Regions from separate parts of the Rattus norvegicus genome. Here region 1 is linked to region 2. The links are chromatin contacts, called in public HiChIP or PLAC-seq maps. All regions are on one chromosome and are shown on one strand. The core of a region is the stretch at or near the end of the contact, and the rest is flanking DNA. Distances in the headings are between cores, read along the strand shown.

What was found. HiChIP or PLAC-seq counts read pairs in DNA pulled down with a chosen protein or histone mark.
Region 1: a contact with region 2 is called in an H3K27ac HiChIP or PLAC-seq map of oligodendrocytes, with 2.8 times the contacts expected there. The contact joins the promoter of Arl3 here to the promoter of Trim8 in region 2. A contact is called at or near these places in 1 of 12 Hi-C or Micro-C datasets (mammary epithelial cells) and 1 of 1 datasets of contacts at active chromatin or transcription factors (oligodendrocytes).

What each region holds. Positions count from the first base shown.
Region 1 is chr1:255,384,955-255,392,702 of GRCr8, reverse strand. Arl3 (ADP ribosylation factor like GTPase 3) reads left to right here and starts at 4,616. Exons shown (of 6, transcript NM_022700.2): 1 at 4,616-4,626. The coding sequence starts at 4,624. Sfxn2 (sideroflexin 2) reads right to left here and starts at 4,275. Exons shown (of 4, transcript NM_001013072.2): 1 at 4,191-4,275.
Region 2 is chr1:255,305,031-255,312,457 of GRCr8, reverse strand. It overlaps Trim8 (tripartite motif-containing 8), which reads right to left and starts at 1,419. Exons shown (of 6, transcript NM_001128083.2): 1 at 1-1,419. The coding sequence starts at 404.

The sequences.
Region 1 (7,748 bases), core at 3,367-5,866, 77 kb before region 2:
CTTCCCTGAAGCTACACACTGTCAATCCCACCAGTACCAAGCCATATGAGGTCTCTTGGTTTTGTCCACAGTTACGCTCCCACACAAGCTACAAGTAGTCCTTCTTACAGTAGCCACTGTATACAAGCATGGCCCACACCAAACACTTCTGGCAGAGAAAGGTGAACATCAAGCCAACCCAGGCTGAAAAATCTAACGCAAGGTCACAAGGCTGTGACTCTAACTCACCCGGAGAGGTCCTCTGCCTGCTACAATCTATTTCCCACCTTAAAAAAGAAAAAGAAGGAGCTGGAGCGATGTCATCTGTAACATGTCATCAGGTAGAGATGTGCATCAGTAATCCCCATGCTGGGGTAGGAAAGTGGGGGGGCCAAGAAGAAGATTCTAGGACTCCACCATCCAGCCAGTCTAACTGAACAAGCTCGAGGTTCAGTGAGAGACCCTGACTCGAGACTGGATCTATCTGATGTTCATTTTTATAGCAGCAGGAGCTCTGGTTGTGGGGAAAGGGATTGAAGAAGACACCCACTGTCTCCACATGCACACACTCACACAAACACATGCATAACTCACTAAATAAACAAAGAAATCCAGAAATGGAAGCACATGTCAGAAACCCCCATGTTTGAGAGGCAAAGACACGAGGATCAAGAGTTCAGAACTGGGCTCGAGAGACAGTATCTTAGTTATTATGATCTAATGCTATGAAAAGACGCCATGCAGGAGTTTTTGTCTGTCTTTGGTTTTTGAAGACAGGGTCTCTTTATGAAGCCCTGGATGTTCTGGAACTCACTCTATAGACCAGGCGTGGCCTCAAACTCACAGAGATTTGCCTTCCTTTGCCTCTCTCTCATGAGCACTGGAATTAAAGGCATGTGCCACCACCACCCAGCTGACTATAGCATCTTTTAAAAGAAAGCATTTAATAGGAGGCTTGCTTACAGTCTCAGAAGTTTAGTCCATGACCACCAAGTAGGAAGGCTGGCAGGCATGGTGCTAGATCAGTAGCTAAGAGCTTACATCCCGATCCACAGGGAGCTGGTGAGAGGAGACTGAGCCTGGCATGGGGTTTTTGAAACCTCAAAGGCCATCCCAATGACACACCTCCTCCAACAAGGCCACGCCTCCTAATCCTTCCTAAACAGTTCCACCAACTGAGAACTAAACATTCAAATATATGAGCCTATGGGGGTCATTCTCACTCATACCACCACAGATGACTCAGGTAATGCCCTTGCAGAGGGCCCCAAGAGTTCAGTTCCCAGCATCCACGTGATGGTTCCTGCAAACATCTGACTCCAATACCAGGGGATCTAAAACCTCTTGACCTCTGTGAACACCAGACACTCAGGCAGTACACAAAGAGGCAGGCAAATACTTATATACAAGTCAAAGAAGGCTGAGCACAGCGGCACACCCCCCTAGTAATCTGAAAACTTGGGAGGCAGAGTCAGCTGGATCTCTGTGAGTTCAAGGAGAGCCAAAGCTACATATTGAGACTCTGTCTCAAACAAACCAAAACCAACCAACCAAATAAATAAAATAAAATGTTTCTTTGTTTTAAAACAAGTTCAGACAAATCTGGGTGATACATTGAAACAACCTGGGGGTGGGGGGGGGGGAGCCTGTTCACTCTCCAGAAATACAGTGGTGAAAGGAGGAAACAGACTCCAGCAAGTAGTCCTCTGACCCCACTCACAGGGTGTCAATCAACTCAGCCGCCCCGATGTCTATTAGCATACCAAAGTGTCTGCTGGCCTTCACCTCACTCATTCCCTGTGGCTCCTCCCAGCTCTTCTCACCCCACCCCTATCCTCAGCTCACTAGAAACAGCTTTCTTTCCTCTAGCTTCTCAGTCCTATAGAACACCACTCCTCACCCAGGCCCCCACCGCACCCCACCTCCCTCACCACAGAGAGAGAAGAAAAAAATAATAAAGCAGACTAGTAGTAGTCTTTGCAGAGAAAGCTCATCTCCTCTAGCAAGCGGTACCAAAGCTCAAAACAGAACCATAGGCATAGTTCTAAGATAGAATACTTGTCCTGTAGGCACTAGGCCTTGGGAGATCCAGGCAGCTCAAAACTCTGCAAGACCAGACCAAAGACCACTGACACAGTAGCCTACTCTCTGTCAGGTTGCCTAGAGCAAGCAGGAGAATGACAGTAATAATTAAACCAGTAGGATCAGGCCCATGTTTCCAGACACTCATCTGACTCCAAGGTGACAGTGAAAACGGATACCATACCACCAGAGAGGAATCTGAATGTGACCTTTCCCATAAAAGAGCCCCACTGTGGAGACCAATAGATTAGTAGATAAATGGGAGGGGGCTCTCTAATCTAACCACGCACCTTGGGCCTCTGCTTTCTCTTTCTTTTCATTTTTTTTTTTTTTTTGTTTTGTTTTTTTGAGACAGGGTTTCTCCATGTAACCCTGCCTGTCCTAGTAGACCAGGCTGGCCTCAAACTCAGAAACCTAGATGCCTCTGCCTCCCAAGTGCTGGGATTCAAGGCATGCATCACCACCACCTGTCTAGATTAGTCAAGATTCGGGATTGGCATTTTTTTTTCTCCAAGGATCTGATACAAGTATGCAGGCAGCAGATGTTCTGATAGTTTTAAAAACTTTGAGGGAGAAATGGCTCGGCAGTTAAGAGCAATTGCTGCTCTCACAGAGGACCTGGGTTCAATTTTCAGCACCCACATGATGACTGACAGCCATCCATAATTCCAGTTCCAGGGTACCAAAGACACATGTGGAGCATTACATACATGTAGACAAAACACTCATATACATAAAGCAAAAAAAAAATTTAAAGGTTTTATAAAAAGTACTTTACTTGATTGTAAAAAGACCTGAAAACTAGCAGGGCATAGTGATTCACACTATGTACCAAGTACCCATGAGTACCCAGGAAGGAGGCAGATCTATGTAAATTTCAGGCTAGTGTGGTCTACATAGTGAGTTTCAGGCCAGCCAGAGTTACATAGTAAGAATCTGTCACAGGGGCTGGAGACATGGCTCAGAGGTTGAGAGCACTGACTGCTCTTCCAGAGGTCCTGAGTTCAAATCCCAGCAACCACATGGTGGCTCACAACCATCTGTAATGGGATCTGATGCTCTCTTCTGGTGTGTACTCACATACATAAAATAAACAAACTAAAAAAAAAAAAAAAAAAAAAAGAATCTGTCTCAGAACAATGACGACAATAAGCCTGAAAACCCATACTGGAAAAATCTGCTTTTGTTTCAGTAATCTTAACTAGGTTGGTGGAAGAGGTGAAGCCTGAAACCCGGATTAAACTATTAATAATATGTAGCCCTTTCTTTGCGACAGGAATTGCTCTATGTACTTGACATGCTCGGAAAGATAGGTAACTGGTACACGTGCATCAGCAGACATCCAGAGATACCACTTCTACCTAAACTATCAGCTGTTAGAAGAGTTCTCTGTTTACTAACAGATATAAACAGCTCTGAGGAGAGGGACGTAGTGTAGCTCAGTGGCAGAGAAGGCTTGCCTGCCCAGTACAAATCTCTGCCTCCTGAGTTCAGTCCTGGAGGGCAAACGGCATTCCTACCTGAGCCACAGTGTTTACAAGCAACACTATAAAATAAAGGGTTTACAAGTTAGTTCAAGTCCGGACTCTATCATCTACACCTAGGGCTGCAAGGAAATTAAACCTCGTATAAGAAACATTCCACTAGGAAGAATGCAATTTCCACGACGGCAGGTTGTACTCCAGTGTCAAGAACCCGACCTGCCACAAAGGTAAGGGTAACTTTCCAGTGGTCCCGCTTGCAGTCCAACATGGCTTTACCAAAATCCAGAGGATCCCAGACAATTTAACACTCCCGATGCCGGCTAACCTCAATGCTAGGGACTGGTTCCTAACCTGCCTATCGCCCTCTCTCAGGGGACCTCCCCCAACCCAGCAGAAATCACCTATCCTGGAGATAGACACTCAGCCCACAACTTCTGAGCCCTAAATCCTGACACCCGAAGACAACGAGGTTCAGAAGAGAGGAATCCACTGGAGCCCTGGTCCGTCCCTCCCGCCACGCGGCTTCTACAGATGCAAGTCCAGCACGCAGTGCCTGGCAGCCACCACAGAAGGGAGCCAGGCTCCCTTCGGAGGCGCGGGGAATAGGAGTAGCTGTGCTTTTGGCTTGCACTTGAGGACTCTTACCTGGTCCCAGAGGGGATGCAGCCCGCGACAGCCACCAGACGAAGCTGACTAGGAAAGCAGAACTGAAGTGTCGCGGCTAGGCCCGGGAACCACCCCCTCGCCCTACGCCCACCTTTCCGACCAATCACAGGCCACAGGCTCCGGCCAGCCACGTGGGCGGTTTTGCACCTCCCGCAGGCCCGCTCGCCAGCTCGCCCCGCCCTCCCGCCACTCCCGAGACCGCCTGCGCAATGGGCGGGTGCTTTGGCGCGCTTGCGCACTTTGGGTAGAGAGGAGCAGAACCCCGCCCCATCCCGCTGCTCTGCTCCTTCGCTGTGCGTGCGAGGGACGTCAGGGGCGGCGCCGCAGCAGTTACCCCTGGTAACGGGGGAGGCAGGAGGAGGAGGCGGAGGAGGAGGAGGAGGAGGAGGAGGAGGAGGGACTCGGCTTGAGGATGGTGAGTGTGGGGGCCCCGGCCCTTCAGAGCTGACCAGTCACCCCCCCCTCCTGTCCCCAGGCCCAGGGCGGGGCGCTGCTCTTAAAGCGGAGGAGGACGTGGGATGGAGCTCGCCTTGCTCTTTCGGGTTCTAGATCGGTTTCAGGGGCGAAGGAGGAGCCCCTAAAGTGGGCCTGGAGGGAGGCCTAGGCCTAGGGAGAAAGGAGGGGTTTGCGATGGATCCGAGGCGTGGAGAGGGTACTTTAGTGCTTCTCTGGCGGGGATGAAGCCTAGCACCATCATCTTTCTGGGATGAAGGCGGCTCTGGAACTGCGGAGATCAGGCCGGGCTCACAGGCTTAGATCATACTGCAGAGCCGACCTCTCGGAGCCTCGGGACTGTGGGGTCCATCTGAGACCCGGCCAAAAGTGGGAGAGGCGCAGCGCTACGGTCTTTGAGATCACCCTCGTGGCACCAGGGAGCTGTAACCTAGTTTTCCTTTCCTAGATGCTCGCGTCTCTGAGTGAGAGAGGTGTGTAGGGAGTAAGTCCCAGGACAATAAGAGGTACCGCTGGAGATGAATGTCCCTGTGGTAGGTGCGCTCCTGCAGTCCCAACTTAGTCGCTGAAAGTTCTGCGAAGGTCTAATGGTTGTTGACGACCGATTTTTCGTTCCGTATTTATTCCATGTTGATAGAAGCAAATGGTCTTCGCCTCAAATGAGAAATAGAGAGTGAGCATCAATTTGAAACAAGCCTGTTCTCCGTTAGCCATAATTAAGGCCTTTCCAAAGTGTAAGTTAGGGTGTGTGACAGATTTGACGGGAGACACTCAGTTCCTTGTTGATTTTTTTTAAATTATTATTTTATTTACATGTGTACCAGTGTTTACCCTGTGTGTATGTTTGTGCACCACGTGTGTGCCTGGTTCCTGCAGAGGCCAGAAGAGGGCTTTGATGGAGCTGGAGTTATGGATGTCTGGGAACCGTCATGTGGGGACTGAACATCATGAGCGTTACTGAACATCTATCTGCCCTCCTTGTTAATTTTATACGCGGTAGATGGAGTAAAAACGAAGTTACGGGGAAATTAATATTTTTAGAGCTAGTCAAAGAAAACTTGATTTTAAAGCACTTAGTTTTTTTTTGTTTGTTTGTTTGTTTGTTTTTCGGAGCTGGGGACCGAACCCAGGACCTTGCACTTGCTAGGCAAGCGCTCTACCGCTGAGCCAAATCCCCAACCCCGATTTTAAAACACTTAGAACAGGTTGGTTGGCTTACTAAAGCTCAGAGCCAGTTACTGTTGCTTCTCTCATACACCACATTATTTTTGTAAAAATTTGGGGCCGCTTCTGTTGACTTAAGCCTAGTACTAGGGGTATAGCTTACTGGGTAGAGGTTTGCTTAGCAAGCATGAAGTCCTGAGTAAAACCATAGATGGGCAGGGGCTAAATTACACATCTGTTTTGGTATAATTATTGATCGAGTAAATTTTGACCAAAAAAATTTACAATGTCAAATTATTTAGTAGAATTATTTAATCTTAGGTTGTCAATCACACTTCATGCTTGTTACATTTACAGTTATTTCTAACCTCAGGCTAAACAGATTTTAACAAGCATTTTCTTTTTATTATTTACATATGAGCTGCCCATTTAAAGGCTGGGATTGTCTTAACAAATGAGTGCAGATATAAATATTTACACAGAAAATAAACAGATTTGAGAAAGGGGCCCTGCAACCCCTGTAACCTCAGCACTTGGGAGGTAGAAGGAGGAGCAGGAATTCAAGACCAGCCTGGGCTACATAAGACTCTGTTTCGTAATGAGTAGGTAATTTTTAAATTAATGGAAATAATTAGAACTGCAATTAAAAGACCTTGCCAGGATGTGTGTGGTGGCTCCTGCCTGTAATCCCAGTCCTCTCCATGTTAAATTAAGAGGATCACCATGAGTTAAGAGGCCAACCTGGACTACAGTTTCAGGTCGGCCTCAGCTAGATGGAGACCCTGCCCCAACAGCCATCCCCTTAAAAGAAAGAAACACATGCCAAACCAGGAGAAAATAAATGAGAAACAGTTTACTAACTTTCTTCAGTTTTTCAATTAAGTAGAGTACATAATTTTATGACTGCTTAATTTATAATTATAGGTCACAGTAAATGAACCACTGCTTGTGTTTCTAGGTGCAAATTGGCACTGTATTTAAGTATATAACAAATTGACCGTGTATATACAGATAAATATATATATATATATACACACACATATATATATATATATATATATCTTAGTGTTTTGACTGCAAACATGTATGTACACCGTAGGCATGTCTTGTGTCCAAGGAGGCCAGAAGAGGGCATTGCATCCACTGAAGCTACAGTCAGTTTTGAGCCACGGTGTGGGTGTTGAGAACTGAACTCCAGTTCTCTACAAGAGCAGTGAGTGCTTTTTTTTTTTTTCTATGTTGAATATTTTGTCTACCTGTACATATATATACCACATGAATCCCTCATGCCTTCAGAAATTAGGAGAGGGCTTCGAATCCTTTGGAACTAGAGTTACAGGCAGTTGTGAGCCACCTTGTAGAGGCTGGGAATAAGACCTGGGTCCTCTGTAAAAGCAACAAGTGCTCTTAACCACTGAGCCTTCTCTCCAGTCCAAAACAATTTTTTAAAAAAACTATTGGATTTATTAATTTTATTTGATCTGTCTTTTGCCTGCCTGTATGTGTGTGCACCACATAATACTTGCCGCCTTCAGAGGAGAACACCAGAACCCTGGGCGCTGGGTTACTGCTGTGTGGGTGCTAGGAACTGAAGCACGGTCCTCTACGAGAGTAAATGGACTCTTTATTTTATGTATATGAGTACAGTGTAGCTGTCTTCAGACACTCCAGAAGAGGGTATCGGATCCCATTACAACATGTAGTTGCTGGGAATTTAACTCAGGACCTCTGGAAGAGCAGTCAGTGCTCTTAACCGCTGAGCCATCTCTCCAGCCCCCAAAACAAATGTGGTGGCACACACCTTTGATCCCTTCACTCATAAGACAGAAGCAGGTAGTTATCTGAACTAGAGGCCAGCCTGGTCTGCCAGGGTTATATTACGAAGACTACCCTCTCAATATCAGAGAGAGAGAGAGAGAG
Region 2 (7,427 bases), core at 170-2,669:
ACCAGGAGGTGCCCGCGGGCGGTGGAGGGCTGCTGCAGGTGCGTCTGCACGTGAGACTGGCAGCAGGGAGCCTCGCAGCGCAGGCAGACCTTCTGTGCCGGCAGCGGGGGGCCGCGGCGACAGAACACGCAGTGCAGTGCCGTCGGGGGCTTCTCCACGTGCAGGGCGTTGAACTTCTCCACGATGTTGGTGAGCTTCAGGTTCTTCTCCAGGCCCGGCTTCTGATTGTAGGCCTGGTTGCACTCCGGGCAACGCACAAGGCCACTGTCCTTGGCCCAAGCCTCGCCGATGCAGCCCCGGCAGAAGTTGTGTTTGCACGGCAGCTGCACCGGTTCCACGAAAACGTGCAGGCAGATGGGGCAGATGAGCTCCTCCTCAAAGCAGTTCTTCCAATTCTCCGCCATGGCGGCTGCGGGCAGGGGGCCCGGGTAGACCTCTCTAACTCCCCAACCCTGGGGATCAGTCTGGTGCAGCTGAGGACCCACCAAGCCCGGAGCTCCGGTCCCCGCCGGCCGCGCCAGTCGCTCAGTCACCAGCGCCTTCCGCGTGCCCGCCCCCCAGAGGAGGGAGCCTGGGTCCTTGCGCCGCGCGCGCCGCCGGCTGCGTCTCCTCCTCCTGGCGAGAGCCTAGCGGGAGGCGGCGGGCTGCGCCAGGGCCGCGGCCCGGGCACCAGCCCTGGAGAGGAGCGCCGTGGTCCAAATTCCATATAACAGGCCGCCTTCCCGTCAGCGCGGCTAGGGCAGCGGCGGCTCGAGGCCTGCGCTCGGCCCCGCAGCTGGCATCGGGGCGCGCCCCGCGGCGCACCGAGCTGGGGAGCCGCACTCTTCCTTTGGCGGTGACGGTGGCTCCCTCTTGGCTGCTGCGAGCCGCGCCTTCCTCGCCTGGATCCCGGCGGAGGTCCGAGGGACCAGGAAATCTAGTTCGGCCGCGCCGAGGCTGGCTGGAGCCGGAGCCGGCGAGCAAGGCGCGCCGGCGGTCCCCGGGCTGTGGCGCGGGCGTCCCCCAGCTGGCCGGCCGGCTGCGGGTTGCAGGGCGCGGGCGGGCCGACTCCGGGGCGCTGCGTGCGCGCTGGGGCAGTCATTCAGATGAAATTCCAGTCCCCGGCCAGAGACACCAGCCCGCCTCTGCCTTCCTCCTCCCTTCACAAATAGAAACGGAAGGGGGAGGGAGAGAAGTGGAAAAAAAAAAAAAAAGGCAACCAGAGAGGGAGGGAGGGAGAAGCCCGGGAGGTGCTCCGGCCTGACCCCCTCGTCGCTACTTCTGCGCTCCCTGGAGGCCCCGCGCAGGGCGCCCCCTCCGCGGAGAGACCCCACTCCCTGTCCCCGCGCTGGGCGGGCGCCTCGCCTGCGCTGAGGAAAACAAGGATTGATCAAACTAGAAAGGAATTTTTCTCAACTGCTAATGAACAGGAGGCTCGGCTCCCGGCCCTCCCCTCCCCCCCGCCCGGCCCTCCCCCTTCGCCCCCCACCCCTCCCCCCCACTTTCTTTTCTTCTCGGCCTCTGCTCCGGCCTGGAAGGCTCCGGGCTGCGGTCGGAGCCAGCCTGGGGCGGCGGCGGGGCCAGGCCGAGCCTGCCGGGCCGGGTGCGTCCTCAGCGCCCAGCCATCTTGAGCTCCCAGCGGCCGCGGTGGGGACGGGGGTCCGGGCGCGCGCTCGAGGGTCCTGTAGCTCGCTTTTCCACCCCTCCCTTTGGTGGGATTTTTTTTTTCTCCAAGGGGAGGGCTGGTGGCCTCCAGCAAATTAGGAGAGAGAGAAGGAGAAAAATGCCAAGTCTTGATTTCTCTCTACCTCTGCTCCACCCATCCCGATCCTTTCCAAAAAAAAAAAAATCTTTTAAAAAGATTAGAATTGGAAGAAGTCGGCAGAACGGCGAGCGCCTATTGCCCCCAGCGCTGCCCGGGCGACGCGTCCGGGGCGGGCCCGCGCCCGTCGTTCTGTCCGTGGGTCCGTTTGTCCTCCCGCAGCTTCTCAAGTGAGGGGAGGGCGGGCACTCCGGGCAGGGTCTCCGCTGCGGCTGTCGCTTCAGAGCTTTATCCTTAGATCAAAAAAAAAAAAAAAAAAAAAGGAAGAAAAAAGGGGGGTAAAAAAGGAAGAAACCACCCCCCAGCCCGAACACTCTCATCACAGCCACCTTCAGCCATCTTGCGTGTATTATTTCAAGAATAATCTGTTTAATAGAAATAGCTGCGTCTCTGGCCCCCTTCTCCGCATCCTGGGGTCCCGCCCCCTTTTAATAATAATCCCGATAATAAAAATGATCAGCGGGCCGAGCAGTTAGAGGCTGCTTTTTCCTGCCTCGGGTCTCTCCGCTTTCTTCCCTCTAAGAAGGGACACTAGGGGCTCGCGCTGGGGCTGGGGGTGCGGCCCGCCGGTCCGGGCCACCAGCTCAGCGAGGAAGGGCGCTCTCGTCCCTGCCTGGAACAGCACGGGCGGGGGAAGAGCTTGGGCCCGCGAGACCCACTGACGGGGCACACTGGGCACACTGGGCACACTGTCTCTGGCCCCGGTTCGCAGCTGCCCCGCATACAATGGGTTAGAAGCAGAGTGAGGAGGGCAAGATGGGGGTGGGAGAAGGCAGAAGGATTGCAGCGCTCGGGGCTCCCGGATAAGGGCGATAGAAGCGCGGAGGGGGGGTCAGGGGTGTCCCTACATCAAGGCCGGTCCCGCTACTCGGAAAGGGGGCGGGGAGACAGGCGGGGTGGGGGGAGGTGAGGAGAAAGCGGCAGGCGGCGCCTTTAATCAGCACCCGCTGGTTCAGCCCACCCGGTACTAGCGAAATAAACGGGGAGGGGGAGGGGAGGGGTGTATTTTCCGGAAGTGCTGTTACAGCTGCTTAGATCCTTGGCCCCGCCCTCTTCCCTGTCTGGAATTAGGGCTGTTCCTAAAGCGGTTTGTGCTATTGGTCCCCAAGGAGAGACTCCTCCTCTTTAAGGCGTGGCGAACCTTCGTACTCTCACGTGACTTGCACCAACTTCGGTACATTAAACATTGCCGAGGGAGGGGCTCTAGCCGAGCTTCTTAAAAGGGCAATAATGCTGCTAGGCTGTGGGACCATTTTTTCCCGGGCCTCTTCAGCTGTAGCTCTTTTTACTTGAGAGCGAAGAAGGGTTGTCAATCAGTCCGCTCAAGTGTCTAGAGAAATTAGCAGGGAATTGCAAAGGTTCACCATGGAGCCCGATCTCTGAGATACTTTACCCTACATCTCAGAAGCTTAAAACTACCTGCTAGGAATCCCTTTTCCTATTCAGAAGACGCTTAAAGAACTGTGGACATAGCCCTGGTCAGTCAATGACTATAAAGTATAACAAAGACCTGTGACATCGGTGGAATTTTTCTAGGCCCAGGAAATTGCCTGGGAAGCTACATTTTTTTAAAATTTAAATATAGTTTCTGAGCATAAGAGGTACATGCAAGGGGTTAGGGATTTAGCTCAGCGGTAGAGCACTTGGCTAGCAAGCGCAAGGCCCTGGGTTCGGTCCCCAGCTCCGAAAAATAAATAAATAAATAAATAAATAAATAAATAAATAATAAATGAATGAATGAATGAATAAATAAAGAGGTACATGCAAAAGCTCTAAGTAAAAATGACATTTAAGCCCAGACCTGAATGCACAACAAGAATCATGCCCCTGACAGACAACCTGGGAAGCAGTACTCTCATCAAAAGGCAAAAACAAGGTTTGGGGATTTAGCTAGGCAAGCGCAAGGCCCTGGGTTCGGTCCCCAGCTCTGAAAAATAGAAAAAAAAAAGGCAAAACCAAATGCATGCGCTTATACCTGGGCAGGAAGAAGGCATCATGAGAGAGGGAGAAACAGGTAGGGACCAGAACACACAGGCTATTACCAGTCACAGGAAGTCATTTGGACTCTAAGCTGGTTCTGAGCCACTGGGTTTGGTATATATTGAAAAGAGAGCCAACAGAACTTATTACTGGATTAGCAATGGGGCAGAGAGAAATCCACATAGCAACCATAATAGGGGCGGGAAGAGGACCAAGATGGACTTATCATTCTATGTATACCCTGTTAGATATATAAATATGTGTTTATTGCCTCAATTATCTTGCACAATGTTTTATTTAGTTTGTGGTGGAGGTAACTGAACCCAGAGCCTTGACCAAGCTACAACCCCAGCCAGCCAGCCCTGTGTGTGTAGTGGTGTGTGGACACATTCAAGTCACCCCAGGGAGGCCAGAGCACAGCCTTGCTTAGGTGTTGTTCTCCAGGGTGCTCCCTCCAGTGAGTGTCCCCAGACTGTTAATGACTCTTTCAGAGGCCCTGTCTGTCTCCACTTCCCTGACAAGGGACTCACTTGACTTTTTACATGGACTCTGGGGATTCTACTCTGCTCCTCACATTTGCAAGGTTAAGCTATCTTGCCAGCCCCAAGTCCTCTATAAGTTTATTAAAGCATAGAATACTGGTCCACAGTTATGCTGACGAGTTCTCTGTCAACTTGACATAAGCTAGAGTTGATTTGAAAGGGGAAATCTCAATTGAGAAAATGCTCCTCCCGACTGGGCTGTGGACAAGCCTGTGAAGCATTTTCTAGATTGAGGATTGATGCGGGAGGGCCCAGCTCACGATGGTGGCGCCATCCCTGCCTGCACTGATGGTACCGGATTCTATTAGAAAGCAGGCTGAGCACACCAGAAAGTGGCTCCCCTCCATGGCTTCTTCATCTGTTCCTGCCTCCGAGTTCTTTCTTGAAGTCTGTCTTGACTTCCCTGGATGATACAAACTGTGAACTGACACAAACCCTTTCTTCCCTACTTTGGTTTTGGTCAGGATGTTTCATCATAGCCATGGAAACCTGAACCAAAACAATGCTCGTGGTGTCTAATATGATAACTCACTGACGCATATGTATAATGTGTAATGACATCTTTTTCTGGTGCTGCGTATGGATTAATACGCACTCATACTAGGATGTTAGGTAAATACTCCATCACTAAACTATATATCACAGAAGTCATATACAGAAGTGTGTGTGTGTGTTTGTGTGTTTGTGCGTGCAAGGATGAAGAGTCTCTAAGTTACCTAGCCTGCTTTAAACTTGACTTTGTAGGTCAGTCAGACCTTGAATTTGTAATCCTCCTGAGGATTACAAATAGCAGAGATAGGCTTGTGCCACTAGGTCTGGCTTGAAACTGTTTTTAAATGGCTCACAGAATTTGGGGCTCAACAAGAAACTATTTACTAAGAACCAGGAGATTCAATGAGCATTCTGTTCTGGTAGAGCATCTTGATTGGCTGGGCTAACAGCAGTGTGGCACAGAGGTATATCTATGGGCAGACTCAGTGAGGAAGTATGGACTAGATGTATAGATTTCAGAGACAATTTTTTAAAGATTTATTTATCTATTTTATGTATATGAGTACACTGTATCCTCAGAGATACCAGAAGAGGACATCAGATCCCATTACAGGTGGTTGTGAACCACCATGTGGTTGCTGGGATTTGAACTCAGGACCTCTAGGAAGAGCAGTCAGTGCTCTTAACCGCTGAGCCATCTCTCCAGCCCTTCAGAGACTATTTTAAATTGTAGAACTAAGGTCCAAATCCAGTTCACTGTGAATTCTGGGTCCTTGATCTTTTGAGGACTGAAGACAGCTCAGGCCTTTAGTACTTTGCCGCCCTCCTTGAGAGGCCATCTGGTTGACAAGGAATACATGAGTTAATTCATATACGTGCCTGATTGAACAATGTGAAAATGGCCCCTAAGACATGTTTGCTAGAAGCAGGTGGAGGGTCTCTGGCCACTTCATCCTAGGGATCAATCTAAAGGATTCTTTTCATTTCTCAAACATGGCTTGGAAGACATCAGGGTCTTCCAACTTCTCTACTCAGTAACTCCCAAGTTGGAGATGTTGACAGTTCTGAGAGTCCAGTCCTCCATCTCTCTCTTCCCTAATCCCACCTCTCCTTTGCTCAGAGCCTTTATTTCTGTCCAGATGCTGATCTCCCTGGTGAGTATCTCCAGGCGGTTAATGAGTGACCTCCAGCTTGCAGATCCACATAGCTCACCACCCAGGTCTCTCGGGTCCTTTTGAGTCCTGGGGCTTAGACATGGAACTGCTCACTTTCTTCTCTCTGCAGCTCAGTCCTGCTCCTGTGGTGCCTCCCGTAGCTCGTTGGACAGTCAGCTGTTTAAACACACACAGGTATGGCAGACACACAACGTAGGGTCTCTGTCTTTCACTATCCCATCTACGCAGTCAGCATGAGGAACTGCAGCTAGATCTCTCTCTTCAGTCTCAGATCTCCTACGGGTACACCAGGTTTTCTCGTGCCTTTTTCTTTTCTTTTTTGCTTTTGGTTTTCAAGATTAGGTTACTCTCGAGCTGTAGGCCTGGCTGGCCTGGAACTCAGAGGTTCACATGCCACTGCCTCATGCATACCGGGATTAAAGGCACGCACACCACCACCTGGCTGCTTTGTTTTTCTAGACATGCTCTGTGTGTAGTCCTGGCGGTCCTGGAACTCACTCTGTAGACCAGGCTGGCCTCTGCCTCCCCAGTGCTGGGATTAAAGGCATGTTCTGCCACCAGCCAGTAAAAATAAATCTTAAAAAAAATAAATAAATGAATGCAAACAAAGAGCTCAACAGTCACGTGCTGTGACATGTTTGCGGCGCCACTGAGGGGGCTGAGGTAACGGGAGCACACCGCTTGGAGACTAGCTACGGTGTACTCATATACATAAAATAAATAAATAAACCTTTTAAAAGGAAAGAAAGAGAAAGAAAGAAAGAAGGAAAGAGAGAAAGAAAGAAAAAGAAAGGAAGGAAGAAAGAAAGGAAGAAAGGAAGGAAGGTCGGTCCCAGGTGGAAGGTGCAAACACAGGTGGAAAGTGCAAAACTCCAAGAGCAAGCAATTTCCTTAACTGGGAGGGGACTCTGCAAGAGCAGAGGTCTATGAGCAACAGGTAATTCGCGGAACACTGGAGCTTCGGTATCTGACCCCGGAGGTGAGCAAATTCCCAGACCTGAGATTGGTAGGGCAGCTCCTGCCCAGTGCCAGGGGTATGAGGCTCAACTCTCACAGAAAGGCAAACAGTGGCTTCAGCCTGCGACCAAGCCAAGAGGGACAGAGCTAACACCATAGACTCACGCTGTCCTGAGAAAGCTGCAGACACACAGAAAAGCAGAAAGAACATTTTCCCCAGAGCTTGACTGAAGAGCCCCAAACTTCTTAACTGGTAATGTATAAGTTTGAAGACAATAAAAGTAAAACAAATATTTAGTTTGAAAATAATAAAGTCTCTAAGGAAGAGAAAGAAAAATAAAAATGTTTTAAAAGGTGAATAGATACTAAAAAAAAATTGAACATAGACAGTATTCATAGGAATACAGAGTGCAACTATTAAAAAATAAAGTTTCCATAGAAATGACAAAGATAGAAAAATAAAGTCTCCAATGGAAGGAG